Regions from separate parts of the Pan troglodytes genome. Here region 2 is linked to region 1. A link is a contact called in public HiChIP or PLAC-seq data. All regions are on one chromosome and are shown on one strand. Each heading gives the region's core, a stretch centred on a gene start, on an enhancer-like site or on the middle of the called end of the contact. The rest is flanking DNA. Distances are from core to core; before and after follow the strand shown. Region 1 holds the start of ELOVL4 (ELOVL fatty acid elongase 4). Region 2 holds the start of BCKDHB (branched chain keto acid dehydrogenase E1 subunit beta).

What was found. HiChIP or PLAC-seq counts read pairs in DNA pulled down with a chosen protein or histone mark.
Region 2: a contact with region 1 is called in an H3K4me3 HiChIP or PLAC-seq map of stem cell-derived excitatory neurons, with 4 times the contacts expected there. The contact joins the promoter of BCKDHB here to the promoter of ELOVL4 in region 1. A contact is called at or near these places in 2 of 7 Hi-C or Micro-C datasets (a lymphoblastoid cell line and stem cell-derived neural progenitor cells) and 1 of 1 datasets of contacts at active chromatin or transcription factors (stem cell-derived excitatory neurons).

What each region holds. Positions count from the first base shown.
Region 1 is chr5:91,948,496-91,952,020 of NHGRI_mPanTro3-v2.0_pri, reverse strand. ELOVL4 (ELOVL fatty acid elongase 4) reads left to right here and starts at 1,740. Exons shown (of 6, transcript XM_518601.7): 1 at 1,740-2,272. The coding sequence starts at 2,173.
Region 2 is chr5:92,123,335-92,126,859 of NHGRI_mPanTro3-v2.0_pri, reverse strand. It overlaps BCKDHB (branched chain keto acid dehydrogenase E1 subunit beta), which reads right to left and starts at 1,633. Exons shown (of 15, transcript XR_010158080.1): 1 at 1,359-1,633.

The DNA.
Region 1 (3,525 bases), core at 491-2,990:
AAATGTAAATAAACATTCTACTCTTACAGGTGGAGTGTGGACACGGTGATATCCGTGTGACCGCCATTCCCAGCTGAAGGTTATCTCATCTATGATTTTCTTATACGTGACTGGCGCCCCCTAGTGAATTAGGGACTTAAGTTGACCTCCACGGTAGAAGAAATATCAGGGAAATACCTGAAGCTGTTTTAACAATTTCTCCTTGTATTAAGTATTATGCTGCAGTTTTGCGTGTGTGAATGGAAGTATGGGTAGAGATCTGTTCTCCCTAAAAAGTCCAGGATTCCACAATATAGAAATAGTATCAAATTTTTAGGTGAAGCTCGAACTAATCCGAACTTTGTTAGATCATCACTGTAAATGAATGGGTATTTATCCACTCCCTAAATGAAGAGACTTGACTGGATTTCTTTTTTTTATATAGCTACTAGAATCTGTTACACATAATTTAGGATTGAGACTTGAGAAATTGTCATTCCAATCCAGAAAACTTTAGATTTGCAAATATATTTGACAAATTAATAAATTAACATTTTATTTGGTTAATTTCAAGAATAGGGCATTTAAAGAAGTCTGTGTTTGCTTTAGTTCGGCAATAAAGTTCCTGCCAGTCACAATAATCCTTATTATTCTCTGAAAGACATGTTATATTTTTGTCATCATAAATATTTATTAATTACTGTTTATAGCACTGGGTTAGGTACTCATTAAGCAACCAAAAATAATTCTTACCATCTAGGATGCTTCCAATATAAAATATAGACAATATATAACCAGGTCAATTGGGAAATAGATCATTTCAGTATGATAAAAGATAGTATTCACATTAACAGTGTGAAAAGGCAGGAACAATAAGACACTTGACTCACTGGTCTTTAAAATGTAGCATCCAAAATGAGCAAGTGGAGAAAAGGTTAAACAAGTAGGTGACACATTTAAAAAACAAGTAGATGAAAAGGTTATTGGACTATTCTCAAAAATCTTGTTTTATGTGAGAAACCATCAAATTATGAATTCCAAGTACTGTATTTTTTTTACTTTTCAAGGGTAGGCTCTCCTATACCTTATCTAAACAATTTTTCAAAATAGCCACAATTACTTTGTTTTCCTCTCTACACTAAATTGCCCTTTGCCTCTTGAGCGATTATCTTTTTCAGATTCACCTCAACTTCTTCAGGTTCAAGCGGACTTCACTTGTAAGCCCCTCTCGGTTCTCCCTCTTCTCTGAACTACTAATGGCCTAATTTAGCACAATTATATTGCTTTGTTCATTCCATGTATAGTAAAAGAGTCTACAAAACACATGCAAGCATTCATGCAATTATATGTTGATTTGTTCATGGGTCGGCCCCAAAGTCTATTCTCCATCGCTGAAGCATGGAAGACAAATACCCTTCACTTCTTCAGAGGCATAACACATGCACTTCTCTTGTCATGGTGACAGGCATGTGCTGGTGGAGGTCAAAGAAACAGGAACACAAGTGAAATCGAGGTGAGTGTCAGGTAAGGACCAAAGCACCACGCCTACCTCATCTTTGCCCACAGAACACCCATTCTTCCCGTGTCCTGTTTCCCAGGACGTATCCGGGGCGGATAAGAAGTCACCCGTGGGGAGGCGGTGAACTCCTCCGCAGGGGCCGATGCCCGGGACAGGGGCGGGGAAGGCTAATGAGGCGACTTGTGCGGGGAGGGGCCAAGGAGGGGCCCAGGTGTCCCGCTCCCGCTCGAACGCGCGCGCCTGCGCGAGCCCAGTTCGCGTCGCACCCTTGAGCGCAGCATCCCTACGCCCGCGAGTCCCAATACTAGGGAGGGAGGGAGGAGGGGCGGCCGGCCCCCCGCCCCCGCGCGCGGCCACGTGACGCCGGCTGAGGAGATTGGAGGGGCGGCTGCGCGAGGCTGCAGACTGGTGCAGCGCACTGTGCTGGCGGCTGGGCCTCCTCCACCTCCTCGTCTTTCTCCCGGGAACCTTGACGACGCCTTCCGCTTGGCCCTGCCTTCTGCCGCATCCCCGCCGCCGCGGCGCCTTGAGGAGCAGGAGAAGACGCGGCCGGGCCGCCGCCGTTAGAGGGGTTCCCGGCCGCCGCTCGCCCCGTCGGCCGCCACCGCCTCCGGGGTCAGCCCTCTCTCTGGGTCTCCGCTTTCTCCTGCCGCCAGCGCCCGCTCATCGCCGCGATGGGGCTCCTGGACTCGGAGCCGGGTAGTGTCCTAAACGTAGTGTCCACGGCACTCAACGACACGGTAGAGTTCTACCGCTGGACCTGGTCCATCGCAGGTAAAGCCGCTGACTTCCCCATCCTCGCTCGGTCCCCCGCGGGGGGTCACCGGCCCCTGGTCTCGCAGCGCCCGGGCCCGGCCCCACAGGCCCCCGCGCCCTGCGGCTTTCGGATGCTGCGGATCAGCGGAGGGGCCGGCGCGGGCACTGCGGTTGAGCACTGGTTAATCTGATCCGAATGTTAAGGCCTCCCCTCCCCCGACACTCGCAGGGTTTTCCTCTGAGCTCCCTCCATCTCTCATCAGCTCTCGGATGCGGGAGCTGACATATCAGATGGAGCCTGTGCAGCCAGGAGCTCCTCGCAGGAGCCGCCCCACCCTGTGCTCCCACATCTCCCGAGCTCGCCTCACTCTTCCCCGTGCACAGGATTCCTTTTAACATTTAGTCCTATTTTGTATGGAGAGCGGGCTGGGGAGGAAGGAGGGCTTCAGGGGCAGCTGAAGGTACAGGAGGTTTCTTCAGCCTCCTGGTCGCTTTGACAGAACCCTGCTAATCTTTTCTTCTATCTAGCTCCTTCATCTATAGTATAATTTGGACTGAAAAGTAAAATAATATTGTTTGGCTCCTTGAACCTTGAAGAATGTTAGTTTCCGAGGCATTTTCAACAGCAAATATGTTTGAAGTGATTGTCTATAATGGCTTTGCGCACTGCAGTGCAGTTAGGGGGAGGGGGAGGCCAAAACACCGGGGAAGAAATCAGTCTTTAGGAAGGGGGTCTCTACAGCAACACCTAGAGGTTGTCCCAGATGCCTACATATATACAGTTCTTAAATCAGCAAACTTTTCTTTAGCTGTTGCAGTTAATTTGGCAGGGCTGTCAATTGTTTGATTTATGCAGCTTTCCTAGCGTCCAACTGTGATATTATATTTTTACATTGTACTGTTTATTTCTTCATTTGCTTCGCTGCTTTTCATTTTAAAGCATTTAAAAGTCTTTGAAATCTAAAATAAGGTTTGAAGGATTTCAGAAATGATTTTACGAGGTCAATTTTTCTGGTCCTTTTGCAATATCACACTGCATCCTATCAGTGAAGGATATTAACGTTCCATCTTATGACTCTGCCTTCCCTACTTCGAAATGAAAATGTACTCCTGTAGTTTTTGTGTTTATTGTTGTTAGAGTAAATTAGACAGATTAGACAGTGGTCACAGCATGAATGTAGTCCGATACATAGGGCTTATGTTGTGGGAAAAACGTATGCTGGAATTATTTTTGTGAGAGACAAAATGATTATTTGGCATTAATACTGCAT
Region 2 (3,525 bases), core at 384-2,883, 170 kb before region 1:
GATTCCAAAGCTGGAGCTTTGGAGCTACCACTAACTTACCTGTGTAATCTTGGTCAAACTGTCTCAAGACTCCATTAACCTAACTGCAAAATGGGAATAAAATCTTTACTAACCTTTTAAGGTTGTCCTAACCCTCAAATGAGATGATGAAACATACACACAGCGCCTGACCCTGGTAAGAACTCAATAACTGTTCATTCTTATCCACAAGACACACTTCCAAAAATGTCAGCTCTAGCATGCACATGAGAAGTTATTAGACAAGGAAGCAATACATGTTTCCCTACAGTTTCCTGATATTCTGAAGAGAGACACTGGATCTGATATTCTGATGAGAGACATTACATGAAACTTGCAGAAATGGTAAAAATCATGCAACAGTCATACTATGAGGAGTTTGCTATATGCCCTTCCTATGGCTTCCTCCTCCCATCACCTTCACCTCCTTGGCTAAGTGGCAGCATAGCCCAGGACAAGCTCAGTACTAAGCTCAAGTAGAAAGTCTGAATTCTTTCACATCTCTAGGAAGGACCTGTTCTGTGACCTTGGGAAAATCAATTCAATTACTCAGAATTCTGTAGGTAAGAAGAAACCAAGGGACATATATATATATGCGCATATATATATATGCATATATATGCGCATATATATGCATATATATGCGCATAACTATATCCACACATATATATATGTGTGTGGATATATACACACACACACACATACACACACATATTTCTGTATGTAAGAAGAAACCAAGGGACTGAGTAACTGAATTGATTTTATATACATATATATTTTATATATAATATATATAATATACATATATAAATTTTATATATAATATATATAATATACATATATATTTTATATATAATATATATAATATACATATATATTTTTTATATATAATATATAATATACATTTAAAATATATATATATATAAAGATATATATATATCTTTTAAATGCCTCTACCTAAGCTAGTGGCCCAGTCCTGGGCAGGCTGGAACAACACCTAAGGCCTGGGTTGAGAAAGCAAGGACGGAGGACAGAGAAAAGGGAGGCGTTCCCTGGGCACCACCCCTCCACCCTCAGGCTCTTCCAGGTGGCAGTATGCCCTCTCACCCATCTCAAAGTTGCGGGGGAGGGGGGACTGCGTCTCGAGGGCCGAACAGTCACAAAAATAGAGCAAGAAGTGAACCACAGTTAGACCCTGGGGCAAGTAGGTTCCAGAGAGTCAGGAAGTTAATAAGCTGGGATGCAAGGATTGCAGCCTGCCGGCCCCTGCCCCTCGCGGGCGCCTGCGAGCCTGGGAGTCCGGGCTGCAGCGGGACCGAGTGGGCAGTCCCTGGGCTCACCGTACTCCCGGGGCTCCGGATCTGGCTGGAAAGTAAAATGAGCCACCTGCCGCCTCTGGGCCGCATCCTCGACAGTCGCGGCGGGGTGCAGAAAGCCCCGCGCCAGCCCCGCGCCAGGGAGCCGACGCCAGTGCCCCTCAGCCCCTGCCGCCCTGAGCCTGAGTAGCCAGCCGGCAGCCGCCGCTACAACCGCCATCCCCGCTCACCACCGGGATTCTCAGGCTATGCAGCCGCACGCCGCCTGCGGGGAGGGCGGAACACCCGAGGAGGCTTCCACATTGGTCGGGCCAGAGGGGCGGTCCCATGAAACGGACCAATCGGAACTGGAAATTTAGGGGCGGGGAAGGCGACGTGACGAGCTGGTCGGCTTCTGCTCCTTGTGCGCATGCGGAAGAGGGGAAGTGTGGGCTAGAGGTGGCGCCAATGAAATAGTTTCTGGGGTGGAGCCTCCCCGAGGTCGGCCATGCGGGCCTCGGGTGAGGACCCGAGTTTGCAAAGTTCCACACAGTGCCTGGAGGCGATCTTTTCCGGTGTCATTTACAGTGCCATTTCCAATGGTTTTTTTTTTTCATTTTAACATCCATACTTTTTTTTAAATGTAACCCTTTTTTATCCTGTCCTGTCTCTATTATTGTGTGAGAGGTGAAGAGAGCTACTGATTGGCATTGGTTATTGTTTTGACTTTCGAAAAACTGCTGTAGTCACTGCTCAAAGCTTTCACTCCTTATTCACACCCTCCTTAAAATGCTTAATAAGCATATAGAGATTTTTATTGATTTCGTTTTTCCACATTTAAATGAGAGATGAAAGAGGTAAACTTAGATTTCATCCTGCAAATCCACTGAATAGGAATTCAGATACATTTTGCCCAGAAGTAGCAAAAATTACCTGATTGGCTTAGTCTAAGTAGCTTAGAAACCTGGAGAATTTGAGTCACTAATTTTCATTTATAGTAATCAACTATGTAAATTTGTTTTAATCTAAGTGTTTACCAGGATACATTCTCTGTCCATGAATTTACTAAAAAAAAAAAAGCACATAAAACATGAAATATCATAAAATCAAATATGACAAGAGACAACAGAGACAGTGTGTCCATCAGATGAAAATGGGAGGGTGGGGAAGGATGGTCCCAAAACAGAATTTGAAGAAGAAAGTGGGAGTGGAGGAAAAGAACATTCCTCTTCCATTATGCCTTGCCTCTCAACCCATCTTTGGTTTTGCACAGGGGCAAGGGAGGAGAGGGTAGAAATGGGGCAAAAGGAGAGGCAGAGAAATGTGTTTTCTGACTGAGATTAAGAAACAGCAATTGAAAACTGCCAAAGGGAGAACCAGAATGATGTCTCCATTTTTCCTACCCCCACACTAAGTCCAAAAATTCAACATTGGGGAAATTTTTTACCTTGGCTTTTGTTAGTGTTCATTTCTGCTGTTTTAATAGTGTGGGGTAGAGTGTTTTGCATGTGCATGAAGGGTATTTTTGTTTTAATGAAGGAAGGGGTAACAAAATGAAATTACATTTACATAGTCAAATTTGGGTTTAAACTAAGGAGAGTAAAGAACAAGGATAAAAATGAATAGAGCTTTTTTTCTATTTGTTGATAGTTTAGGGAGCTGGGGGTACTGAGATTATTTAGGTAGGGGAGAAAAAGAGAAAAATAACAACTGATGAGAATTTTATTGAACCTCTGCTACGTACAACCCAATGACAAGCCACCATTGAGACAAATAAGATCAAGGCATAGTTTTACTTCTAAAATGTCCAAGGTGGTAGAGAAAAGAGACAGATTAGGCAACTACAATCCAATGTGATAGGGGTCCTAGAATAGTGCAAACAAAGTGAAACACAAAAAGAGCAATAAACTCTTATTTGAAAGTCAAGTGTTTCCAGATACAACTCTGAGCTAGACCTAAAAGATGACTAGAAGTTACCAGGCAGACTAGGGAGAAAATGGCATTCCAAACTAAGAAGAAACCTGTATAAAGGCTGATAGGCGTGAAGAGCACAGTGCATTCCAGGAAGAGAAAGTAGCTTGGTGCGTCTAGATTCAGGGTGTAGGGAATGATACAGGGTTAACAGAAAAAGTAGGAAAAACAGATTAAAGGGAGATTTTGAAGGTCTAAGAGGTTTGAACTTTCAACTACATGCAGCCAGGAAAAACAAAGA